Linked DNA regions of Mus musculus: all the other regions are linked to region 2. Evidence: chromatin contacts called from public Hi-C and HiChIP or PLAC-seq data. All regions are on one chromosome and are shown on one strand. The core of a region is the stretch at or near the end of the contact, and the rest is flanking DNA. Distances in the headings are between cores, read along the strand shown. Region 1 overlaps D030025E07Rik (RIKEN cDNA D030025E07 gene). Region 2 has its middle 37 kb from the start of Gm52639. Region 3 has its middle 120 kb from the start of Gm35667.

Region 1 (3,731 bases), core at 500-2,999, 150 kb after region 2:
GGGTTGCTTGGGGCCTGGCTGCTTGGTGAGTTGTGAATTGGTGAATTGTGAGCACCAATGTGAAACGAAAATGAGGAACATCTAGGGGGCAGAGGGAGGGAACGCGGGGAGTGGGGGTGAGATGCCCGGGTATATCAAACCAGTGCTGAGCTGTCAGCTCTTCCACCCACCGCTGTGACTGCAGGGCTATCCCACCCAACTGTAAAGTCAGCCCTGCTGTGTTGCACCTTAAGAGCAGCTTGAATTGCTGCAGGTCGCTTCTCCAGGATCCCTTCCAGTTGCCATCAAGCAGGCTTGCAGCACAAATCTACATCTGCATCGATTGGCTATCCATCCAGGGACCTTTCACCTGCCCTCTGTTTGTGTGGCTTCATATCTTTATGACACAGAATGGACAGCGTGGCGCCGCGTTGCTGTTATCCATTAACCATTCCTGTTTTACTAATCATCACTGACTCCATCTTTCTCTGTCCTATCTGTTATTGTCTTCTGAAAAGAGATGTGAGGTTTTCTTTGCCTGCTCTGGTTTACATGACATGATTTGTGTATCTGCCTACAAGAGTTTCTCAAATGAACCCTGTGTATTATCTAACCCCCCCCCCCAACCCTTCCTCCTCAGAAGAAAGAAGGAAAGGTTATACATCTGTAAAATGACAGCACTTATGAAAAATTAGAGTTCGGCCCACATGGCTCTCATCAGACACAAGCTCATCTCCTGTGCCACAGACACTGTTCATTTCCTTGACATCAGACCGCAGTTAAAAACAGGAAGCACCTAATAAATTGCCTGCTCTCTCAAATTAACAAAGCATAAAGAACCTTCTAGGTAATCAATGAGTATTTCTTACTCTTAAAAAAAATGCAAGTGTCAAACAGCAGTAACTTCACCATGTGATCACACTTCTCCTATTAAAATGACTTTAAGATGTCAGCCCAACTGAAGTTTGGAAATAAAAAAGCCTGCTCGAGAGAAGGGGTGGAACAAAAAAAACAGGGCTCTCTTCTTATTTTCTGTCATGGAGACATCAAGCATTTCAAAGCCATGATGAAATCTTATCCTGGAGTCACTACACTGAGATTAGGCACACGTGGTTTCAAGAAATGATATGTAATACATAACAATTATGTAAGTGTGAGGATTCCCAAAGTGACACTGTGAGAAATCAATCAGGCCTGTTTTCAAATGTGTGGGGTTGGGGACTCTGAGTCTTATAAAAATATTTTTTTCCCCATCAATATATCTAATTGTTAAGAGCTATTGCTTTTGCCTGTTTTAGCCTAGAGTCGATGCCAAGAGTAGGAAAGTATGAATCAAAAGGGCACTTTCAAAAGCTCTATTTTGGATTTAAAAAACAACCAAGTAAATTTGTTGGCATGGGGGAGGGGGGTGTTAAGCAAGCGTGCTCCTCCTCTGTCTACTCAATGTAAAAAAAAAAAAAAAAAAAAAAAAAAAAAAAAAAAGCTGAAGTCCTTTCACCAAGAAAAGAAAAAAAATAGTGACTCTAAAAAGGTTTGTCCCCTTCTTTCAAAGTCTCTGGACATCTTAATTAGGCTGATGCTTCCACACTTAGGTTTCATCCTTGCCCTTAAAACAAGCTCCCAGGCAATGGAACCATTGGAAATAAAACTTAAGTTCCTGAGTCAAAAACATTCATTGGGAAAACCACATTTCCTCAGCACAGAATTAGAATATGCAGCTTCCAACAGCGACACAAAAGAGCTCTACTCCACTCGGACACTTCCTTACTATGCTGCCAAGAGTGTTCTTGTCTTGTGTGTGAGTGACCCCTTCAGGTGCTAGTTTGAAAAGACTGTTTGATCTACGAAGTAGGAAAAGCCTTCCTGAATGCTAAGAATTTATGGAAAAGCTATTCAACAAAATGTTCGAAATTAATCCAAAAATTGCAGGACAATAATTCTATAATAATATAATATATATAATAATATATAATAATAATTCTATTTTTATGATAAAAAGTCTTAATCAATGCATTCCATTATCCATTCATATACAGCCACCAAGAAAGGTTTTGAATGCTGTGTGCAAGAAGCTATGCTACCAAGAAGGCAAGCACAAGAGTCGGAACACACTGTCAGATTCTACAGATTCTATGCTGTCTCTACAGGTACAGAGGAACTCATTGAATCCTACTATTATCTGAGTCATTCTCAGAAGATATTCATGCCATAAAAACAAGAGGCATAATAATGCAAGATCATGGTTCTTTCTGTGTGCACTAATCACAAACTGCACAATTCATAAGCTATACTTTCCCACCAAACATAATTTCATAATCTTCAGAGTCTCAGATAAAATACCACCTGAACACAGTACTAATAAATCAGTACAATTGATATAAGTCTGACTCGTAAAACATGAAGTGCAGTTAACAGTCATGTCTTTAAATTATGCTCAACTTGAAAAATAAAACAAAAGTAAGACAAGGTATTTCTCACTTGCCCAGTTCATAGGAGTAGAATCTGTGGTAGCTCCATGTACTAGAGATTTCTGAGATGATGGATCTCTACCACAGACGTGACCTACCTATGGTGGTGGCCACCAGCCACAGGGACCCACTGAGCACTTAAAACATGATTAGTGAACTAACACAATTTCACAGTTCATTTAAATGTAGTCACCGGTTTGATGATATCTGTTTTCAATACCACACTGGAAAATAGCCAGTATTTAGAGCAGCAAAAGAAACAATGTCATGCATAGCATTAAAGTGCTTCAGGGGGAAATTTCCATAATTTTTCTTAATATTAGTATTTCAGTATTTTCTCTTATCTAGGAATTCCATTTCAGGATTTGTTTTTCGTATGAAATACTATTGTACTATAAAAGATATCTATGCAAATTAAAATGCTACATTGACCTCAATACAGAATTGAGTAATCTCTTGTACGTTTAAGCAATAAAACTCTGTAGCTTTAAGAGAATTGGAGTAAAGAACATGTAATGACATAAAATATGCCTGTAATTGGTGGTTAAATGAAAACTCAAAATCATCAACATACTATATGATATATTTCAGTATGTGCATAATTTTGGTAGAGTATATCATAAGCAACATTATAGAAATTTAGACAAAAAAGCAAATAAGTTCCAGTTATTCTAAATTGTCACCATTTATGGAGTTTTATTAAAATTTGAAAATGAAAATCATACTGTAACTCCATCCGTTCATTTGTTCCAATTAAAACTATATCACACATATCTTCCCACACCAATAAGAAATATATATATATATATATATATATATATATATATTAACTGAAATTATTTCAGTGTTCCACTGTGCTCATTAAAATAACTTAGTCTTGAACTCATAGATACCTAGTTTCATTTCTAATTGTCCCCTATTTATATACACTCCCAGATGAACATTCTTTCAGTTCAGTCTCTGAAATGTTATTAATGGCTTGATAACACCAGAATAAATCTTTACAAGTTGTAAAAGCTTACTGATAGCAATAACTAAACTGTTTTGAAAGCAAGGCTAAAACCAGTGAATCAATATTAGCCATCATTCCTACTAATACAAATAGTGTGTTGCCTATATGAGTAAATGTTATTAAAATGTTCTAGATATTGCTCTCGAGGCGTTCATTCCACCAACTCAATTATTCCTCTCCATTAATCTTAAGGAAGAACTCAAGACAGTGTTTGCAATGGAAATGATTTACTTTCTGGTAATGAATTCCCTCCTCCTCCTCCTCCTCCTCCT
Region 2 (3,605 bases), core at 208-2,707:
CTGATGTGTGCTTCACAATGAAGTTACATATCCAGCTGTCAGACTAATCTAGACTCTACAACTCTATTAATCTAAACTCTATCAGCTAAATGTGATTTTAAAAAAGGAAAAAGAAAGTTGGTTTTCTCTCTTACGAACCACAGGAGTGGTGAGTTGGAATTTGAGTAACAGATCTGAAAATCTACTTCTTATGCTGCAATTACTGCTGCTTAATTCTGTCTCCTCACTGTTATGCAGCCAGCATATGCTGTTACTACTTCTCAGGCACAAACAATTATAAAGCTCACTTGACAAATTATTAGAACCGGCTTAGAAAGGCCAATAGGTTTTACCATTCTTACAATTTCCACAATTTTGTTTGAAACCATGACTTTTCTTTGGCTTAAAGGTACAAAGGCCAAAACAATGTTATTTACCATGTGATTTTAAGGTAAATCTAGGTAAGAATGAATTATAATACTGATTTGAAATGACAGAGAAGGTTAATTTATGAGTTTGCTAACTGCTTTGTTACAGATACTGGACATTATTCTGTGTAAGAACACAGAAAGCAAAGGAATGCATTTACAGCAAACACCCCTATTTCACATGAGAGTGACTAGAAAATTTATAAACATAATTACTTCAAAATATGTCTTCTTTATGTGAACGATTTCTCTTTATCCTGCTGGGTAAGTGCACAAGTGCTGAAACTTTGCCAAATACTATTCTCTGGATTTATTTAAAATAAAAAGACAAATAAAAACTAGAGTAAAAAAATAATATAGATCAAAGTTACAAGAGATCAAATAGGGACTGCCTCCCCACTCCCACACACATTTTTCCTCAAGCAGGTATACATACATGTACATACACACCACAAACACACACACACATACATACACATGCACATACACACACATACTACACACAAACCCACATATATACATGCACACACATACATACCCATTCACCCACACACATACATAAACACAGTCACACATCCCACAAGCATACACATACAAACATTCACACACCACACCACACACACACACACACACACACACACACACACACACACGTATACCTTTAATACACACATGTGTGCATGTGTGTGTACATGTATCTTGACATTTTAATCGATCACAGCTGTTTCCAGTTTCCATTTCCATGCCATTTTTTCTCTGGCATGTAATGTGAAGATATCACTTCTTGTTTCCTTATTAGCCTACCGAATTTTCTTAGAAGAAATACCATCTGTCAGGATATATTTACAGAACCATGTATCAAAGCTTCACTCAGTTCACATGCTAACTTTTCAGACTTGGATGCTGAAGTCAGGTTGATCGGGAACTGCCTTATGCTAAAGTCTTGAGACTATGATTGCAGTTTTGAGGTCTGGGGTGCACTCACCGACATATTTGTCTTGTGGTCTAAAAGGACAGCAGAGGGAGCCCCAGCATGAGCTAAGATGAAGCACGGGCAGAACAAAGACTCTTCAGGGTACAGAGACAGGCACAGTGCCCTCTACTGGAGTTGCTGGTACACTCAGATTTCAACCTGAAACTGTGAGCCCTGAATCCTAAACCTGTTCTCAGCAACCTTGATTAGTGTCATAGTTAGGGCGCATGTAGCGGTGCTTTCAAAGTAAAGTCAACCTTACTTTCAGTTAAAAGTAAATACTTATTAATGATATTTGTTTATAAATACTTCATAGTGTTTCAAACAGAAAGATTAAAGAGCTGTACATTTTATCTGATTTTAAGAGGTTAAATTTCAAAAATTTACACACACACACACACATACATACTCACAAGTTTTAACTCATGCCCTGGTGCTATATTTAATGATTTGCAAGAGTTAAATGTGATATAGAAGGTTAAAAGAAAGTAAATACCTATGTTAAAAATACATGAATTTTGTGCTTAATAAGTCAAACTAATTTTTTTTGGAAACCTCACTCATCTTAAAAACTATTTTTTCATCACTATACAAATAACTTATTACAAAATCCTAACATGATACATAATGAACATCCTTCGTTTTGTGCTTACATAAGTACACGAATCTCAGGTAAAATAGATTTGGTCTTGCAGTACACGAACACAGTCTACGTTAAGGTTTGGGTCAGGGTTTATGTTGACTGAATGGCATATTAAATGTATATAATTTCCTTGCAGTGGTCTAAAGCTAAAGCCAGTTTAATCAATCCATTTCAACTTCTGCTAACTTCATAATTCTTTTTGAAGGCTAATGTACAGGAAGAGACCTTTTAGTTCCAAGTGTTTGATGAAGCCGGTAATTTTATTCTAAATATACAAATATTAATTGTAAGAAATCTCTCATTGTATTTTATCATGTAAGCAAATTCAAATCCACTATAAATGGCTTGTGACCAAGGCGTAATCATTCGAAAATAAGCTCACTGGTGGCTATCATTTTTCAGTAAAGTCTAACCTTAGATTTAAATAACATATAAGAAAGCATTATAGTACATTTAATTATCCCTATAATATTTTAGATGAGAAAATATTTGTTTCCCTAATATTTTATTATGGCTTTACCACTACTGGAAACATGTGAATGTGTTGTGGGAAAGAATATATTTGATGTTTTATTTACATTTTTGACTAATTGAAATTTTCTTTTCAGTGGTTTTTGTTGACTTTTATAACACTGTTTTCAAATGTATACCTTTAATACTAAAAATGGTAGATATGTATATATGCTGACTGTGTGCATATAGCATTGATTTACAGTAAAACTACATTTTACTGTTTTGTTTTCAGACAAGGCTATTGATAATGTAACCTAGGCTGACCTTGAACCCATGAACTTCCTACTACAGCTGTAATTACAGATATGAACCACCATGCTTGGCTAGAAAAAAAAAATCTTTTACTCGAAGAAAATGTGACTCTCAAGAGAGAGAAACATCCTCAACCTAGCGATTGAGTATAAGCAATTCTTTCTCCTTCATATTGGCCTACTAACATGAATAGTTTTCATTATCTATGCCAGGAAAAATCTTCCTTAGCTCTGCCTTGTTTGACCTGAAAAGCCATGAGGAAATTATAACCACCACCCGTGGCAACACATGGCTCTGCATCTTCCAAAACACAAGCCTGATGATCCAAATAAGTAAGAAGAACGCTACGTCACATATTTTATTTGATACATTTTAGGAAATGAATATTTAATGAGAAAAGGCACAAAGAATTTAAATACTGAAAAAAATGTGAGCTTGGTAAATTTAGTTATTGGTTATGTGCTTTTAAATGTATTTTGCACCACAAGTCAATGAGATGAATACTATTTTAATATTGTCTTACAGGTAAAAAAAAATATTTAGATTTACAGAAACAAAAATGATCAAGTAACAGAGCTTACATGAGAAGCCTTGGCACTTGATCACAGCCATTCTTGGTTTTGTTATGTCGCTTGTTCTTTAAAACTACAGCATTCCATCAAAAGAAATAGTAAAAGTTTATTATTGAGGGGAAATGTACAGAGGCTGTAAAAACACTTGTTTTCCTTTGTGGTAAACTCTGAGCATCTTAAACACTTAAGAAATGAGGTCATGGGTGTGGCCCATTACATTCATCCCATTTAATAGAAACTTCTTA
Region 3 (3,962 bases), core at 429-2,928, 250 kb after region 2:
TACTTAGTTCAGTGCTAGACATGAGGTATTTTTGCATTATCATTAAACTATAATCAGTTGTTCATTGTTCTTTATTTTTTCCTTAAGCCATGCCAGAATTCTATCCAAATGTCATACATGCACACACACACACACACACATATACATATATACACACACATACACACTGACACACACATGAACACTCACATGCAGACCTAAAGAATATAAGAATGAGGCTAGAGAGATAGATCAGCAGTTAAGAGCTTGATGCTCCTGCAAAGGACCCAGGATCAGTTCCCAGCACCCACATGGCAATTTATAATTACCTGTAACTCTAGCTCCATGGGGATCTGGTGCCTTCGTATGCGCTCCGAGAACACCAGACATGCATGCTCTGTGCACAAACATGGCACCCACTCAGCCACATCAGGTGAAAATAAATCTAAAAAATAAAGGAGGTGAAAAAGAAACACAGAATCAAATAGAGCAAAATAGTAGGGCAGACTTAAAGCTGCCTCCTGGGATCGCTGTCACCTGGGTTTGTGTGGCAGCAGTCACACTTAGGGATTTCCACTTACCCGGCACCAAGAGGGAGATGTGGCTCTCTGGTATTTGTATGGCGTGCTTTCAAAACCTTGTAAAACTGAGCAATCAGCTTTCTCATAACCAGGAAAGTTAGCAAGATTCATTCTTATCACATTACCCTGAAGCCCAGTTAAATTAAACCACACAGTGGGCTGAACTAAGAACTATAGATGACAGCGTCTAGTTGGCCACTCAGAAGACTATCTTAACCGCGATGCTTCCACTAGAAACTTGCTAACCAAGACATAAAAATCGTCGCCTTTATTGAATAGAAATACAATTATAACTTTTAGAGTCTCTTTAAGTAATGATTGCAGAGGAGCTTGGCAGAAACAAAAAAAAATAGAGAACATATCGCAAACAACTATTAATATTTTTTTCAAAAAGAATCATCACACAACTCTAAACAGATGAGGTTTTGAAAATGTGTGTGTGTTCATGGCCATCCTAATCTTAAATAAATGCAAAGCTACGTTTCCAAAATTGCTGTTAGATTTATAAAGTATGCACTGCATACAGGAAAAAAAAAAAAAGAGAATGTGTCTCCCAGAAGATTCAGCAACTGTGTCATAGAAATGAATAACCGAGTTCTTCTTAAAAATACGTTAAACAGAGAGGAGTGGAGAATACAGAAACATATCCTTTTATAAATAAAGTAGAAGAAAGAATAGCTACTGAAGAATGAATGATTTTATCTACAAACCTGATGCATCTCAAAGATTCATTTGTATGTCAAAAGGGAAACTCTAGTAATGAAAGGGGGAGGTTCTAGCACAGTGGATAGACAACGTCCCAGGAAACACTATACAGTGATCTATCTCTGTGGCGGAAAACTATGCCATATGATAGGAAAACGAGATAAGATCTAGAGGGTTCTTCCAAGATATAAATTAAGCTATATTTCCGACCACTCGACAATCCACTCAGCCCCCAGTCGTAGTTGTTCACAGTGTTGGGTTCTTTGGCGTGGTTCCTAAATTCACAGTGCAAGCATAGAATAAAGCAAAGTCTTGGAGAAATGTTGTTTTCAAAGACTGCCAATCACTATCCAGCAGTGTGCCTCAGACTCTGCCTCATAGCTTGGCCAAGTGCTCCACCTTGAGGCCTTTCAGAGTACTCTGTGCAAAGTACAGGGTGTCTCCCTTCAGTCTGGAGTGGTTATTCAAACCTCTCTGGGTCTGTGGAAGCCCTATGCCTCTGGGATCATTCCCTGAGACTCTCAGGAAAGAAGGCTCAGTTAGAAAAATCTGTCTGTATTCCCCTAGTTTACAAACAGTACTGTGTGTGTGTGTGTGTGTGTGTGTGTGTGTGTCTTGTTATTTTTCCTCATCTTCCAGTTTCCTTTTTTCTTTTTTTTTTTTTTGTTTATTAGATATTTCCTTCATTAACATTTCAAATGCTATCCCCAAAGCCCCCTGTACCCTTCCCCCACCCTGCTCCCCAACCCACCCTTCCTGCTTCCAGTTTCTTAAATGCATTCTTAGAAAGCTTCCAAGTAAAGCGAAACAGAGAGGGGTCTCGGCAGGTTTTGCCATCCTCCACTAAATATCTATGTTTTTCTGGTTCTTAGTAAAGTTGGAGGCAGAGGGCATATAAAAGACCTGGATAGAATTAAATGGAACAAGCCAATCTATTTCTAAACCCTTGCTTTCTCGTCTCTAGACTTCCAGAAAGTGGTTTGGCTTCTTATCTAAAAGGAGATGCATCCCCCAAAGATCTGCTGTCAGATTCCGAATGTTTGAAAATTAACACACGTGTTTTTAAGCCAAGCAACTCCTGGAAGGGGCATCAAAGAAGAGGAGTTTATCAAAGAGAACAGCACCGGGCGATTTAGACAGGACATAAATATTCACGCACTTGAAAACGCAAAGCCACTGACCATAAATTTTGACCAAGACCATAACCATTTAAAATTAAGGCACGAATATATTGTGATGTCTTCTGTGAAGACTGTTTCATATCATGATTACATGGGTAAAATATTCATTCAATATGAGATGTCGGCCTACTAAGGCTATGATATAGCAGGGTAGGAGGAGTGTGTCATCCCCCACAGAGAGATGAGTCCACAGCCGCTGCCACCTCAACCCTGCAGAAAAGCCTCGTTCCAGATCATAAAATATCAATCAGGATCCCAGACTGGACAGGCCATCAAAGATAGTCGCTGCTTCTAATGGTGCGGCACCCTTGTCAAGAGGCAACCCGGGCTATGGAGATGGCTCAACCTTCTGAGTTCAGTGCCAGGATTCCACACTGTAGAAGACGAAAACCAGCTCCTGGGAGTTGTCCTCTCACCTCTACATGTATGGCGCATACACTTACCTCGCCGCCACCACATACAGACACAACATAACTAAATAAACGTAATAAAATTTTAATAAGAAGATGACCCAAAGCTCCAGGCAAACACCCTTTAGCTCCCCTGAGTGCCTGTTCTAACTTTGAGCAACTATGACACGTGGAAATTCATTTATCTACCCCGAATCATTCTATTTTTGCTTTAGGTAATACTTGTTTCCATCTGGGGTCCAAATGGTAGTGAGTTTAGCTGTCCCCCTGGGAAAAGCCCTGAGAGACTGTGCAACCCCACTACTCCCTTTCACTCCCCCTCCTCCATACTAGGGAGCCACAGCCTACAGCTCCCTCCTGTGGAATAATCTTAAGCCCTCCTCGTCTTGCTCTGCCCTCACCACACTCCAGGTAGAATAATTTGATATAGATCCTTGAACATGTAATGTCAGGACAGGATGCATTCTCCCAGACATGTCCTTTGCAGAGCTCCATGGTGCGGACCCACACCTCCTGCAAAGCAAATGGCATCTTTCAGTTCTCACTAAATCCATTGTCCTTGTTGGAATCAGAAAAAGGAGGATATGGAAGGCTTATTGTTTGATGAATCAATTTATAGGACGCCTATATCTGCTTTCTCCATCCATACTGCTCTTCTGAAGGTCCTGAGTTCAAATCCCAGTAACCACACGGGATACTCACAACCCCCCATAATGAGCTCTGACACCCTCTTCTGGTGTGTATAAAATCAGCAACAGTGTACTTATGTACAATAATAAATAAATATTTGGGCTGGAGCAAGCAGGGACTGAGAGAGCAGGGCCGACTGGAGCAAGCGGGGTTGACCAGAGCAAGCAGAGGTCCTAAAATTTCGATTCCCAACAACCACATGAAGGCTCACAACCATCTGTACAGCTACAGTATGTATTCATATACACAAAATAAATAAATAAATCTTTAGAAAGAAAGAAAGAAAGAAAGAAAGAAAGAAAGAAAGAAAGAAAGAAAGAAAGAAAGAGGGAGGGAGGGAGGGAGGGAGGGGGAGGGAGGGAGGGAGGGGGAGGGAGGGAGGGAGGGAGGGAGGGAGGGAGGGAGGGAGGGAGGGA

The links. Hi-C and Micro-C count contacts between places; a contact is called where the count stands out from the background. HiChIP or PLAC-seq counts read pairs in DNA pulled down with a chosen protein or histone mark.
Region 1: a contact with region 2 is called in an H3K27ac HiChIP or PLAC-seq map of the HPC-7 cell line, with 11 times the contacts expected there. The contact joins two enhancer-like sites. A contact is called at or near these places in 3 of 15 datasets of contacts at CTCF or cohesin (embryonic stem cells, pro-B cells and stem cell-derived epiblast-like cells), 86 of 484 Hi-C or Micro-C datasets (the AML12 cell line, the C2C12 cell line, the G1E-ER4 cell line and 44 more), 11 of 115 datasets of contacts at active chromatin or transcription factors (the HPC-7 cell line, astrocytes, cardiomyocytes and 6 more) and 1 of 9 other capture datasets (embryonic tail).
Region 3: a Hi-C map of the HPC-7 cell line shows a contact between it and region 2, with 11 times the contacts expected there. The contact joins two enhancer-like sites. A contact is called at or near these places in 5 of 15 datasets of contacts at CTCF or cohesin (embryonic stem cells, hippocampal excitatory neurons, pro-B cells and 1 more), 144 of 484 Hi-C or Micro-C datasets (the AML12 cell line, the AtT-20 cell line, the BV-2 cell line and 74 more) and 8 of 115 datasets of contacts at active chromatin or transcription factors (the HPC-7 cell line, PVALB interneurons, astrocytes and 4 more).

What each region holds. Positions count from the first base shown.
Region 1 is chr3:128,184,484-128,188,214 of GRCm38.p6, reverse strand. The region is part of intron 2 of D030025E07Rik (RIKEN cDNA D030025E07 gene); the gene reads left to right. Among named protein-coding and RNA genes, the nearest start is that of D030025E07Rik, 45 kb to the left of the region's middle. Within about 2 kb of position 1,749, at least 3 of the 459 cell types and tissues checked have an H3K27ac peak or open chromatin away from gene starts, as enhancers often do. A contact at or near this core is called in the HPC-7 cell line, where this site is marked.
Region 2 is chr3:128,335,088-128,338,692 of GRCm38.p6, reverse strand. No RefSeq gene overlaps it. Among named protein-coding and RNA genes, the nearest start is that of Gm52639, 37 kb to the left of the region's middle. Within about 2 kb of position 1,457, at least 2 of the 459 cell types and tissues checked have an H3K27ac peak or open chromatin away from gene starts, as enhancers often do. A contact at or near this core is called in the HPC-7 cell line, where this site is marked.
Region 3 is chr3:128,086,102-128,090,063 of GRCm38.p6, reverse strand. No RefSeq gene overlaps it. Among named protein-coding and RNA genes, the nearest start is that of Gm35667, 120 kb to the right of the region's middle. Within about 2 kb of position 1,678, at least 3 of the 459 cell types and tissues checked have an H3K27ac peak or open chromatin away from gene starts, as enhancers often do. A contact at or near this core is called in the HPC-7 cell line, where this site is marked.